Regions from separate parts of the Mus musculus genome. Here region 2 is linked to region 1. The links are chromatin contacts, called in public promoter capture Hi-C maps. All regions are on one chromosome and are shown on one strand. The core of a region is the stretch at or near the end of the contact, and the rest is flanking DNA. Distances in the headings are between cores, read along the strand shown.

Region 1 (6,411 bases), core at 2,154-4,653:
GGCAGAGCAGTGGAGAGCATAGCACAGGGCCGCAGAGAGAGACACAAGAGCTTGAGAGGCAAATCTAGCTCACTGGTGTCTCTTGTCCTGGCCTAAGCCTCTCCATGAAGCTGCTAAGGATCCTCAGAGGTCAAACCACATCCTAGCTTCCTGACTGGGCAACAGCTGGAAGACACCCACTAGGCCCAGAGTGTCCAGGATAGGGAGAAGGCAGGGGCTGGGGTCATCTCTCTGCTCTCCTCATCCAGGTCCTGTAAACAGCTGCACCGTAGCTCGCTGGGCTCCTGCCAGGTGCGGCTGCTAGGGTGGCAGTGGAGAGGCAGTAAGATGGAGAAGTAGGTGTAGCATCTGGTTACTGTGGGTCTGCATGGGAAGAACGGTGGGGAAGAGCCACCACAGGGCCAGCATCCCCGTATCTGATACTGCTAGAGGTGGGCTAGCGTCAAAAGGCCAGGGATGGAAGCCTTTCAGATACCCATCTCCTGTAAAATGAGAATAATAACTGAGGGGGTCTGACCTCACAGTTTGCAGGCTGGGGAATCAGACTGCTGACTCAACACCCAGTCAGCCATGGTTATTTTGGATGCCATCAGGCCTGGGATCGAGAAACATATTCTTAAGAAACACTCAGCTTCTGCTATCCTCCATTCCAGCCACACTTCACCATAGGCCACCCTCAGAGACCAACTCTCTTTGCCTCTAAAGCCAGGGGAAGAATGTGAGTTGCGATGACTTCTTCCCAGCCTGTGTGCATCAGGACTCCTCTGGATCTCAGCGAGGTGGTACAAGTATGGCTAACGCCTTGCTTGGGAGACTTGGAAACAAGAGCACTCGGACATTTCCCAAAACAGGTAAAAGAGAAAGAACCTTTGGCAGAGAAAGCTCCAGGCCTTGGGAGTCTTACTCCCAGGGAATGTACAAACTCCAGCATCTACAGCTCCTAGGGAGAACTGAAGCTCTGGCAGGGGCCAGACAGAGTTCCTTTCTGCCGCCAGTGGATACAACCCACCTGCCAACTGGAATCCCTTTCCAAAGCTCCCGCCTACCTCCCACATGAGGTTGTTGTTTTTGCAGATATCCACATGCTCTGGGGCAATGACGCGGCCAGTGAAGGGGCCCATCTCCGTGCCTGCCTTGATCCACGTCTTGGAGAAGATGCCAAGGCCCTCGCCTGGGATGGAACTCTGAGCGATAATCACTTCCACCGGCAGCACCAGGCTAGATAGCTTCTGCACCTCTGCGAGGATTAGAGGAAGGCGGTCATATCTGCGCAGAGATGGCCCTGCCCTTCCCATCCCGGATGCGCTCTTGCCCTGCTTCTTGCCCTGCTTCGCGCCTGCGAGCACAAGCAGCCCCAACTCTCTCCAGTGGCAAATCTCTCCAATGGCGCTTTGTAGGCCTACTTGCAGAGGTTCAACCTCATTTTACAACCCAGGACCCTCGGTGCCCTCTAAACGCAAGCGGTGCATGATGGTTCTTTTATTTTTCTTGTGGGCGGAGAGTTACTGGGGATCGAACCTAAACCCTTGCGCATGAAACGCTCCGCCACCGCCGAGCTACATCACCAGCTTTTAGAGCTCATTTAAAAGTCTTTCCACAAATTCTCCAAACATCCACAACCTTCACCGGTCTTCCATCGCGGAAAAACTTAGGAACTACTGAAACCACTTTGTGTTTACAGACAGGGAAACTGAGGCCGGGTCTGGTGAAGAGGTATCGTCCAACCCGGGACACTAAGTCTTGTTCCTAGCTCTTCAGCCGGTGACTCTGAGTTCACTGCGTGTCTCCTGGACTCGATCAGCACTGGGGACAGATCCCTAGTTTGAAAGGTGGCACCCGCGCAAAAGAAACACTTGCTTCTACTCACTAAACTCTGAGGCAACACACACACACACACACACACACACACACACACACACACACACACACCCCTCCCCCGTGATCTTCCCTGGCACGCCAGTATACCTCTCTCCTCCCAAGTTCTAGAGTGCCAGAAAGGGCGGCACCCGGATCAGGCGAGCTCTGAAGTCGTTTTAATGGGCGAGGAAGAACCAGCGGTCCCTAACCCCGAGAGGATCCCCGGTGGGGCCTCTGCGGCAGGGGTGGGAGCGTTGAGGCACACAGGGGCGGCCTCCATGTCTTACAAGGTTCCCCTCTAAGCTACCTGGGAAAATACCCGGCGAGCCGGCCGGCTGAAAGGGGGGGTTAAACGGTGTCCATTGCGGAGCGGCCGGCAATTTGTCACGCTGTTAAAGTGATCGCATTCATTCGGTTCCATTCGAAAGAAATTGCTAATTCTAAATTCATTAGCCCTGGAAGAAAGCTGTAGCAGTAAATTGTATCTCAATGCGGAGGGGACTTGTTTAAAAGGGGCCGAGGAATTCCCCTTACAAAAAGGCAGGATTAGATGGTTGACATAGCGTGAATGGAAGTGGAATTAGTCTTCACGGTAAATTAAGAGAGGAACAGCGATCTTAAAGGGGAAGAGAGGGCGTCGCTCAGAGACGCCAGCGCTGGGGAAAGATATTGTTTGCGGGGTGACGAATGAGGAATAAGAACTTGAGACATCTTAAAGAAAAGAAACTTTCTTCGCTCTCTTTCTCTCCCTCGCTCTCTGCGGCTTTTTCTCTCCGGCCTGCCCGCCCTCCGCCCCTTCCCGGCCCCGGCTGTCTTTTAAAGTTTGTGGTTTAAGTGGGAACTTTCGCGGGTCAAGCCCAAGTTAACCAAATGAATTTAAAACCCCTTCTTTTTGAGTCAACTGCTATTACACGCCCAGTAAGGCTTTTAATGCCAGGAAACCGCCAGCTCCAGGCTGGAGGATGGGGTGGGGAGAGACGACACAGGAGAGCCCGGGCTGACCGAGGTAAGTCGCTCCGGTCGTTGGGATCTGGTCCCTGAGCCTCCTGCATTCCTACATGCCTCTTCTCTGCTTCCATGAGGCCGTTGCAACCCAGGTTGGACCCACGAAAAAACTGAGGTGCGCTGATTAGGGAGAGCGCATCCTGGCTGGGAGCGGCAGCCCCAGCCCCTGTGTTCCCCATCTGGACCCGTGCCGCTAACCTGAGAATTGGGGGTAGCCAGGAAGAGCGAAGGAGTGGAGCCCCGACGGCACACTCACCTCCTGAGAAGGACTGCGCCAGGACCTCGGCCGTGAAGGCCGTTTTTGGGCTGGCGTGGTGGCTCTTGTCTTCCAGCAGCTGTTCGCCTAGCACGTTGCGCCATCGGCCATATAAGAAACTGTGCAGGATGTCGGAGGTGATGACCTCTGCCAGCGCCAACCCCGGAGCCTTCAGCCCTGTTTTGAGCACCAGGGCCTCAGCTGGGAGCACAGAGCCCATCATGGGCGGCGGAGGGCTCGCCGCGGGCGCCGAAGGACGGCTAGGTGGACTCCGGAGAGGTGGGCAACGAAGAGGGGTCAAAGGAATGAAAGGAGAGGAGGGTGACACAACACGAGGGAGGAGGAGGAAGAGGAGCAGGAGGAGGGTGCACTGGGGAGTGCGTGGCAAGAGATGGCTGGGAAGACAGGGAGCCAAACCGGAGATTCACAAAATCTGCAGAGATGGCAGAGGCAGCACGGAGGGCTGGAAGTCCGCGGGTGGAGACAAGGGTGGATACCAGGAGGGGTGCGGGAAGGGTGGGCGGCGGGTGGCTGTAGAGAGACAACGACCAAGGACTCTCGGTTTCCCACTAGCCTTCTATACACCCAGCCAGGACCGTCCTCCCCTTAGCAAAATCTCAGCTCTTTTATAGGAGCTGCAGTGACCCTCCTAATTGGTTATTAATGACCCCCTGACGTCGAAGGACAGACTTGTACCCGGCCAGGCTCGAAGGAGCCTTCACCGACAGCGCGAGGGGCGGGGGCAGCGTGCGGACCGCTCAGAATAGTCTCCCTCTGCTCCTCCCTCCCCCCAGCCTTCCTCCTCCTCCCCCTCCTCCTCTTCTCCCCGTGGGAAGCTCCAGGCAGGGAGGGAGGCTCAACTCGCGGCCCGGAGCGAGGAAGGGGGGTGGGGGGGGACGGGTGTTGAAGTAGGGGATGCTGCGCAGCGAGGCTTGCCTTTACTCCCGGGACTAGACTGAGAAAGAGGGGGCGTATGGCTGCAAACCCCGCGGGTCCCCATGCTCACCCGGGCTAAGCAAGATCCTTGATCACTGTGGATCCCAAGCTAGGCCTTCACCTTCCTAGCTCTGCGGGCCACTCCCAGAGCTGCCGGTGCTTTGCCTATCTCCTTAACCAAGCCCAGTACTCTGTCCGATCCCCACCTCTCCTTCGTCCCACACCCTCTGCTCTTTAGAGGCTTCACTCCTTAAGCTGCGGTGGCAACCCGGACAGCTTGGGAGATGCAGATCTCTTGCGCTGGCAGCGCTACCCAAGCGGGCGCTTCGTCCTAAACGGGCTCCCCAAGAGCTCTGCTCGCTGCGCACAGCCAGTGTAAAACTTCCGTCACCAGCACAGAGGGCTGCTGAGGAGTCGCCGTCGGGGCTGGATCTCACCTACCATAGAAAGGTTACCAGCCCTAGGAGTACTAAGTTGGGGTGGGGAGTATTGAAAGGTCATCAGATACTCACATCTGTGGAATACCCTAGAGCAATGCAAGATGGGAATTGCAGACACCCAAAATGCCTCTGAAATTGCGGACGGCCCAGGGCAAAGCCATCTGCTGGGCCCTGCTTTGGAATCAGTCTACTGGGATTTCAACCTAGGAAGCCACCAGACGTTCCTCTTTCTTTTTGGTCTCTTAATGATGATTCTTTCTTTCCTGGCTCCTTTCTCTTCCTTCCTTCCCCCTTCCCGCTCTCCCCCTCCTCCAGTGGATTCTGTATAGTCTTTCCAAGGTACCTGGGAGCCAGCTCCACACCTCTTCAGAAACAGTTGCTAAGTCGGGAAGATCACGGCTTCCTGTGTGCACCGAAGTCTCCTGGATAGCCTTAAGACTGCCCCCACACCTTCAGCTCCAGAAACGTTGGAGCGGCTTTGGGCACACCTCACTCAACAGCCTAAGTCCTCAGAGCCCCCTCCCCTACTCCCGCTGCAATTTCAGGTGACGCAAAGGAAAGTTCCGCAGCCCTGGAGGCTGGTTTGTGTGAGTTCCCGTGTTAGGGCTCCACTGTACAGTGAAGACTCTTCAGGCCTTCGAAGCCCTGTGACTTGGGCGTGGATAGCGCTGGCAGCTCGGGACTGAGATTTGACCCACGAATCAGATTCTAATGCCGCTAGGAAAAGAACCCTTTCCATCACCAGCTCCTCAGAGCTAAGCTTGCCTCGCTCTTGGCAACCATGGGATCCCAGGTCTATATAAGCCCTAGTCGGAGCCAGTGGTCTGGCATCCTCAGCCCGGCAGGCGGGAGACTAAAGCGCCAAGCCGGCGATAGGAAGTCTTCCGAAGCAGAACCTCTGGAGCCCAGTGGAGAGTGGGTGTACCGGGCCGGGAGAGGGACCAACGGGCAGGGCGCCAGCAGAGGGCAGCGCTGCAGAGGAGCAAGGGCTGCCGGCGGGTAAGAGTTCCTTACAGATGCCGCCGGTGAGTTAAATCCTTTCGCGGAGAGGTCCAGTTTGGAGAGGAGTATGGAATCCAATGGCTCGGTGGCAAGAGAGCCTGACCGGCGCCTGGATCTAAGTGGAGAGGAGACTGAGCTGGGCAGAAGAATGCCAGGACTGGGGCACTCAGCCTCCAACCCCGAAAGCCTTCCTCAGCGTTTGCGGCAGACTAAAGGGAACGGAAGACAGCAGAGCATCCTGGGGACAGCCCTTCTCTTCTCCGGACCTCTGGGCTCCTGCCTGACAGTGGTTTGAGTTGAACTATGTGCTGTGCTGTCTTCCCAGCCTGTCGCTCTTCGGATCAGATCGTTTGGCTTTCCCCGGCGCTGAGCAGGATTCTTAACAATTCCCTCGCTACACTCTACTGTGAAATTCTCCCAGGTCCCAGAGTCCTTCATGCCTGGGGCGAATTTTCGTTCCAATCCCAAGATTGAAGTCAAAAGACAGAAGGACCGAAGGCTCTGACTGAGACCAGGACCCCCTCATTACTTTCCTCAGGTCCCCCAAAACCTGGGGAAACTATGCTGGAGGAGCCTAAACAGCCTTCTAGCTGGGGTGCCCACGGACCTGGAATGTAGTTGCTGCGCTCTCATTTTGAGCTTCTGGCCTAGTGATAGTCCCACCTGGCCCTATGCACCCTCAAAATCCAGTCCTGCAGGGAGGACTGCCCACCGGGATCGAACAGTAAGGCCTGTGAGCGCGCATCTGTTTGCTTGGAGGCTTCGAGAAGAAATGCTGCGGGTTCACAGTGAAGGAACCACGTCTCTGGGACCCAGGCGCCGAGTGTGCCTGCGCGAAGACCCCTCCCATGGACCCGGCTGGGTCGGAGCTGCAAAGCACCGCCCCCGCCCCCTTGATCGCGCCCGCGGGCTGTC
Region 2 (6,411 bases), core at 1,437-3,936, 720 kb before region 1:
ATGGAGTACCCAGTGTTGCCGTAGGCATGGTGAGGCTGGCACCGTCATACGTGGCTGGTGGCATTGCAAACTGGTCCAGTCCTTAGGAAAGTAATTTGGTAATACTTATCAAAAGCCATCAGACATCCATCCCCGACTCAGTCACTCAGTGCTGGGGATCTACTGTGAGAAGAGTCTCAGATGTCAGTTCATCTCAGTGGGGTTTAGGATAGAGAAGAGGAGGGGGGGGGGAGAAATGGATAATTGAGGTTTCCGTAAGGGCACACACCCCTCCAGTGAGAAATTAAAAGCTATCACAACAAACCTGGATTGAACCAGAATACTGGCTGGGTGTGGCAGCTCATGCCTGTAATCCCAGCCCTTGCAGGATGAGGTAGGAAGACTGTTTTGAGTTCAAGACCACCCTGGCTTACATACTAAGTTCCAGGATAGCCTGGGCTACAGAGTGAGACCTTTTCTCAAAGCAAGGCCAAACATACCAGTGCACACTTTTAATCCCATCACTAGAGGCAGACAGATCTCTATAAATTCAAGGCCAGCTTGGTCTACATAGTGAATTCTAAGCCAGCCAGAGATATAGAGTGAGACACTGTCTCAAACAAACAAACAAAAACTGTAGCACTGCAAAAAAAGAAAAGAAAAGAAAAACAAGACGTGGACTCTTTTTGGTATTAATCATATAACCACACTCAACTCCCAAGCTTCTTCCTAGAAAAAAAAATGGAAAGAACTATAATGACGGGGTGCTGACTTTCTCCCAGAAATGAGGGAATGTCTTCCTACCGCTTGGATTTGTTTGTTTGTTTTCAATGATTTTATGTTTTAGGATTTATCTTAAATTTTCATTCACGTGTTGTATTGGAGCTGCCCTTGGAGGCCAGATAAGGACGGTGGATCCCCTGGAGCTGGAGTCACAGGCATCAGGAGTTGCCCTGTGTGGGTGATGGACCCTAACTCAGGCCCTCTGCAGAGCAGCAAGAACTCCTGCCCTCTGACCCATGACCTCTGACCCATCTCTCCGGCCCCCGTGGGTTTTTACTGTTGCTGTTGTTGTTTTTCTATTTTAATACATTATTTTCACTATGACAAGCATAACTTTTAAAATGGGAAAAGAAAAGGTGGTGTACATATGTGCATATTGTGACCTGCTGTGGGATTTTTTTCTCTCTCGAATCATCCACGCATCTTTTGAAAGTCACCCCGAAAGGCTGTCCACGCTGGGGTCCTGGTAGGGATACCAAGTGATGGCTGTCTAATTAGCTTCTACCTGTGTTGTGACTATGGGCACATGGTCCCTCTTCTGGGCCTCAGGTTGCTATCCTCATTTGTAGAGGGGGGTTACGGGTGTGCCTCCCCTTAGGTTTATCAGCAGAGGCAGGAACGGCCAGCACCGTAGCCCGGTAACCCTGTACTTAGCAGAGTAGCCTGTGGACTTCATCTCCTGGGAGCCTGGTATCTTCATCTATAAGGATGCTGTTAGGGCCGCTGTGAGTGTTGGTAAGAATGAATGGGTTAGGAAGAAGCTGAGGGCCACGGGGAACTGCCATACCTTGCAACTGCTGTAGGAGCAAAGCTCTTTGCAGCATGGGGCCATTGAGCAGGGAGGTCGAGTGGAGGCCCTGGAGACTCAGAAGCTGTTGCGGGGATGACTGCTGGGGGAGGCCCCTGTGTGATGGGAGTAGGGTGTCAGAGGGGTCCTGGGAAAGCCATCTACCCGGAGGTCTCTCACCTCCATTCTCTCCATCTCAATGGCAGATGGAGGATCCCCTCCAAGGTAGAAACTGATGACATTTAATACTCAAACAAGGATGCCCCTGGGGAAAAAATAACTACTGGGAGCCAGGCTCCAAAATGTGGGTCTGAGCCGTCAGACCTCAGACTGCTCCTGGAAGTGGAAAACTCACCGGCTGACAGGAATGGACAAGGAGGCCTGTGGTGGGGACTGTTGCAGCAGCTGTTGGAGCTGCAGTATCTGCTGTTGCTGCTGCTGGAGCTGCTGCTGCTGGAGCTGCTGCTGCAACTGTTGCTGCTGCTGCTGCAACTGTTGCTGCTGCTGGAGTTGCGGGTTGAACATGGTGGCTGAAGGGGGTATGGTGGGTAGGGTCAGATCACCACTTTGGGATGATCCAGCTTCTCTCCCCTCCCAAAACACCCACCCCAGCATAACGCCTGCTAAGCTTCACCGCTACACAGTCCCACCCACGCCAAGAGCACGCTGCATTTATACCCGGGGCTTCGGGGCTTCCAGTTCTTCCGGTCAGCTGCCAGAACAGGATACACACACAGACACGCCTTCAGTTCTTTATCTTCCCTCCCATCTCTTCAACTCTGGCGGTCCAACCTTCTAATCGGAGCACACCTTTCCACTCCCATCTCCTGCCTGTCAGTCACTCTACACTTCCTGGTGCTTCCCGTGCACACTTCCCTGTTTTGGATTCCGCTGTCCTCTCCCTAAATTGTGTCACTTAAATCCATGAACCCTGGATGGGAAACGCTTCCGTCCGCCGCAGCACACCCCCACCCCGCTCCGTTGTCCCTCATCCCTCCACTCCCTTCCCTCGCAGATATAGCCAACGCCACTTAACTAATCCTGTGGCCTCGCCTGTCCACAAAGCCCGTAGGCTCTCTGCAAGTAGCCGCTATCCCTGCGGTCCACCCTTCCCGGGGTGCCCAACCCTCCTCCACTGTCGCTTCCGGGGCGGGCACCACACTGGCTCCCCCTCACCTCCCGGCAATCCACGAAAACCGAAACCGTGAAAGCCACGAGCTGACTCGTAAGGCGGGCTCCGGAGCTCCCGGGCTGCTCGGGACGGTGACCGGACCGGGACACTCCGAAGGCCCAGCGGCTGGCCACTCCCGCGCAGAGCGCCCTCTGGAGGTGCGGAGGCCTCAGCGCGGACGCCGCGGCGGGCGAACAAGCCTCGCGCGCAGGTCACGTCGCGGGGACCGCGACCAATCTGCAATCGCTAGAGCCGCGGTGGCTCCCAGGTGCTATGAGGCGCCGGGCAGCGTAGGCTCCTGTCCCCAGATCCCAGCATCGGGAAGGGGCGATTCTGAGTTCCCACGGCCGTCTGTTTATCTGGCAGGGGCAAAGGGGACCGACAGTCGGTCAGATCCCAACTGACCTCCCCAATGCCACCACTGTCCCCAGATCCCGAGCCCGCGTGGGGCTGGGACAAGAGCAAGCGGGCGCGCGTATGTGTGGTGAATTCAGCTTTAAAAAAATAGTTTTGTTTTTTACATTTTTTTAAAAAAGATTTAGTTTATGTGTATGAGTGTTTTGAACGTATGTGTATCTGTATATCGTGTATATCTTGTACATCCTGGAACTAGAGTTAGAAACATTTGTGAATTGTCTTGTGAGTGCTAGGAATCGAACCCAGCTCCTCTGCAAGAACAAGTGCTCTTAACCACTGAGCTATCTCTCCTCATCCCCGTTTTTTGTTTTTTTGTTTTTGTTTTTTTTTGTTTTTTGTTTTTTTTTGGTTTTTTTTTTTTTTGGTTTTTTTTTTTTTTTTTTTGGTTTTTGGTTTTTTGAGGCAGGGTTTCTCTGTATAGCCCTGGCTGTCCTGGCACTCACTTTGTAGACCAGGCTGGCCTCGAACTCAGAAATCCGTCTGCCTCTGCCTCCCGAGTGCTGGGATTAAAGGCGTGCGCCACCACGCCCGCCTCTCACCCCCGTCTTTTAAATATGTATTCTTATTTCAGGTGTATGAATGTTTTGCCTGCATGTATGTGTGTGTACTTTGTATGTGCCTAGTGCTTGCAGAGGTCTAAAGAGGGCATCTGATCCCCTAGGAAGAAGTTTGTGGATGGTTGTGAGCCACCTGTGGGAGTGCTGGGAGCTGAACCTGGGTCCTTTGGAAGAAGAACAAACGTTAACCACTTAACAAGTTCCCAAGCCTCTGATTTCCTTTTCCGTTTCATTGTGTTGTGTAGCAATGGCTACATATGGAAACTCACTATAGACCAGACTGGCCTCGAATTCACAGAAACCCGCTGGCTTCTGCCACCACGTCTGACACAGTTACTTTCTTTAATGGCTCTTACCTGCCCCTAAAAAGGTCCTGCCACTGCGGACACCCCTTAGCCCCACTGGTCTTGGCAATTCTTTTATCTTGTTCATCCCCCCACTTCGCGCCCAGTGTAGACTGAGAGGACTGGCCGCTCGGCGGCGCTAGGGACCGCAGAGGACAGATCACTACTGCGCAGTCAGGTGACTGCGCTAACCTGAGGCTCGGGACTCGCCCGGGGGTAATGGGCTCAGGAGGCGAGAGTTCTCGCTCCACTGGGACCTCTTTCGCAGTTGTTGGCGTTAATAGCACTAAAGTGGCTCATCCTGGCCAGAGCGAGCTGGGATGGCCGCGGCTGGGGGTCTGCGGCTGGGGTCTGCGTGTTTAGGAAGCTTGAATGGCGTAATCATCCTTGAAGGATAGGCGTATCTAAGTGACAGGAGTAAATTCATCGGTCGGAAAACTTCCGTGAACCCAGCACATGGGGAGGCAGAAGCAGGGGGGTCGCTAGCCAGCAATAATAATAATAAATAATTAGTAATAATAGTTGTTGTTATTTTAAAGTTAAAAAAAACAAAACAAAACACAAACAAACCGCACTCTAGCTTGGCTGGGCATAGTGGCCCCAGCCTATAACCTTAATGCTTGAGAGGCAGAGGCGGACTAGTAAGACACTGCGGCAAATAAATAAATAAATAAATAAATAAATAGATGCTGCGCCCTGGTTGGAGCACACGCGCAGGTAGTGAAGGTGGAGTCAGGATCGCCTTAGCCATCTGGCTTTGCGACCCTGAGGGACTGAAGGAGTCCTCTCCGCCCGTTTCTTGATCTGCAAAATAAGTGTCCCTTCCAGGGTGTGTGTGTGTGAAGATGACATTACATAATGCTTAGCACTGACGCCGGTACACAGTGAGCTTAGCTAGTTGCTAAAGTGAAAACACTAAAAATAATGCTGGTGCTGGCGAAGATGGGAAGCCAGCAGAAGCTGACTGCGCATGCGCATCTTTCAAGGCCCGCAGCTGCTGAGCCCTTGTCAAGGTTCTCAATGCCCTTTGCCCTTTGCCCGACTAACCCCCCTTGCAGGACTGTAGTCCAGGAAAACGGTGAGAAAAGAGACTTTAAAAGCCAGGACATTTGTTCCTGGAAAACTTATTTATAATAGCAGCCTGGAACGCAGTCAACTTCAGAGGGAAAAACTAAATAAGCCACAATGTCTGCCTCTTAAGAAATAGAAAGCACATTGCCACCAGAAATTAGATTTTCAAAGGATATTAAACATTGACAACACAACATGGTGTGAACTTAGAAGGTTCCCAAACTCCATATATATTATATATAGTCTGAGTTTTGTGGGGGGCAGGGAACAGCGTTTTACTGTCTAATTTGCAGTGATTGCTTTGGATCTGGGGAGAGAGACTTTCTCTTTCTTTCTTTCTTTCTTTCTTTCTTTCTTTCTTTCTTTCTTTCTTTCTTTCTTTCTTTCTTTCTAATGTGTGTGGTCTCAGACCTTGAAGATAGCTGAGGTCGAGAAAGGCTCTGGATCTACTGTTTGGAGCTAATTATCTTTGATCAAGTTCTTGCAGGCAGGATTCCTGCCCCTCAAAAGAGATATTTTTGTTTTTTGAAAGAAAAGACCTCCCTCATGGAAACAGAAAATCCCTGTGGAAATCTCTTTTGTTGCCTCTTAATTTTTATTTTTATTACTAACGTGTTTTGTGTGTATTATGAGGGATTTGTGTGCCATAGTGTGTGTGTGTGTGTGTGTGTGTGTGTGTGTGTGTGTGTGTGCCATAGTGTGTGTGTAGGTCAGAGGTCAGAGTTCTCCCCTTCCAGCTTTATGTGGGTTCTGGGGGGGGTCCAACTCAGGTTATCAGGCTTTGAAACAAGTATTCTTACTCAGTGAGGCAGCCCCTGGCCCTTTTGTTGCTATTGTGAAAAGCCTCTTTATCAAAGAATAAATTCTTAGACTCAGTGGATCTATGTCAGTGCCTACTTTGTTCCAGGGTCCAACCTGCTCCTTCTAGTTATGTCTGATGAACCCCAAAATCAGAAAGTAAACTCGACAATTCCAGACCTGACATTTTTTTTTCAGATGGAATACAGAATTGTTTTAAATCTCTCCCTGCCTCTAAAATCCAACGAGTTCAACTGATGTTGCATGAAATATGTTTTAGTTGGAGAAAAGTTGTCATTTTTACTCTGTTTTAGATTTTTTTTATATGTTTTGCACACATGTACGTCTGTGCACCACATACAAGCCTGGAGCCCACAGAGGGTGCTAAACGCCCAGAACTGGAGTCATGGACAGTTGTGATTATTGAACTTGGCTCCTCTAGCAAAAACAAATGCTCATAACTACTGAGCCATCTCTCCAGACTTGCCCTGAGCTTTTCAAGTT

Evidence for each region. Promoter capture Hi-C pulls out the DNA fragments that hold promoters and counts their contacts.
Region 2: a contact with region 1 is called in a promoter capture Hi-C map of stem cell-derived epiblast-like cells, with 2.0 times the contacts expected there. The contact joins the promoter of Ciz1 here to the promoter of Prdm12 in region 1.

The regions. Positions count from the first base shown.
Region 1 is chr2:31,637,029-31,643,439 of GRCm38.p6, reverse strand. Prdm12 (PR domain containing 12) reads right to left here and starts at 3,403. Exons shown (of 5, transcript NM_001123362.1): 1 at 3,119-3,403; 2 at 1,047-1,237. The coding sequence starts at 3,341.
Region 2 is chr2:32,359,473-32,365,883 of GRCm38.p6, reverse strand. Ciz1 (CDKN1A interacting zinc finger protein 1) reads right to left here and starts at 2,686. Exons shown (of 17, transcript NM_028412.2): 1 at 2,586-2,686; 2 at 1,905-2,079; 3 at 1,550-1,665; 4 at 10-81. The coding sequence starts at 2,074.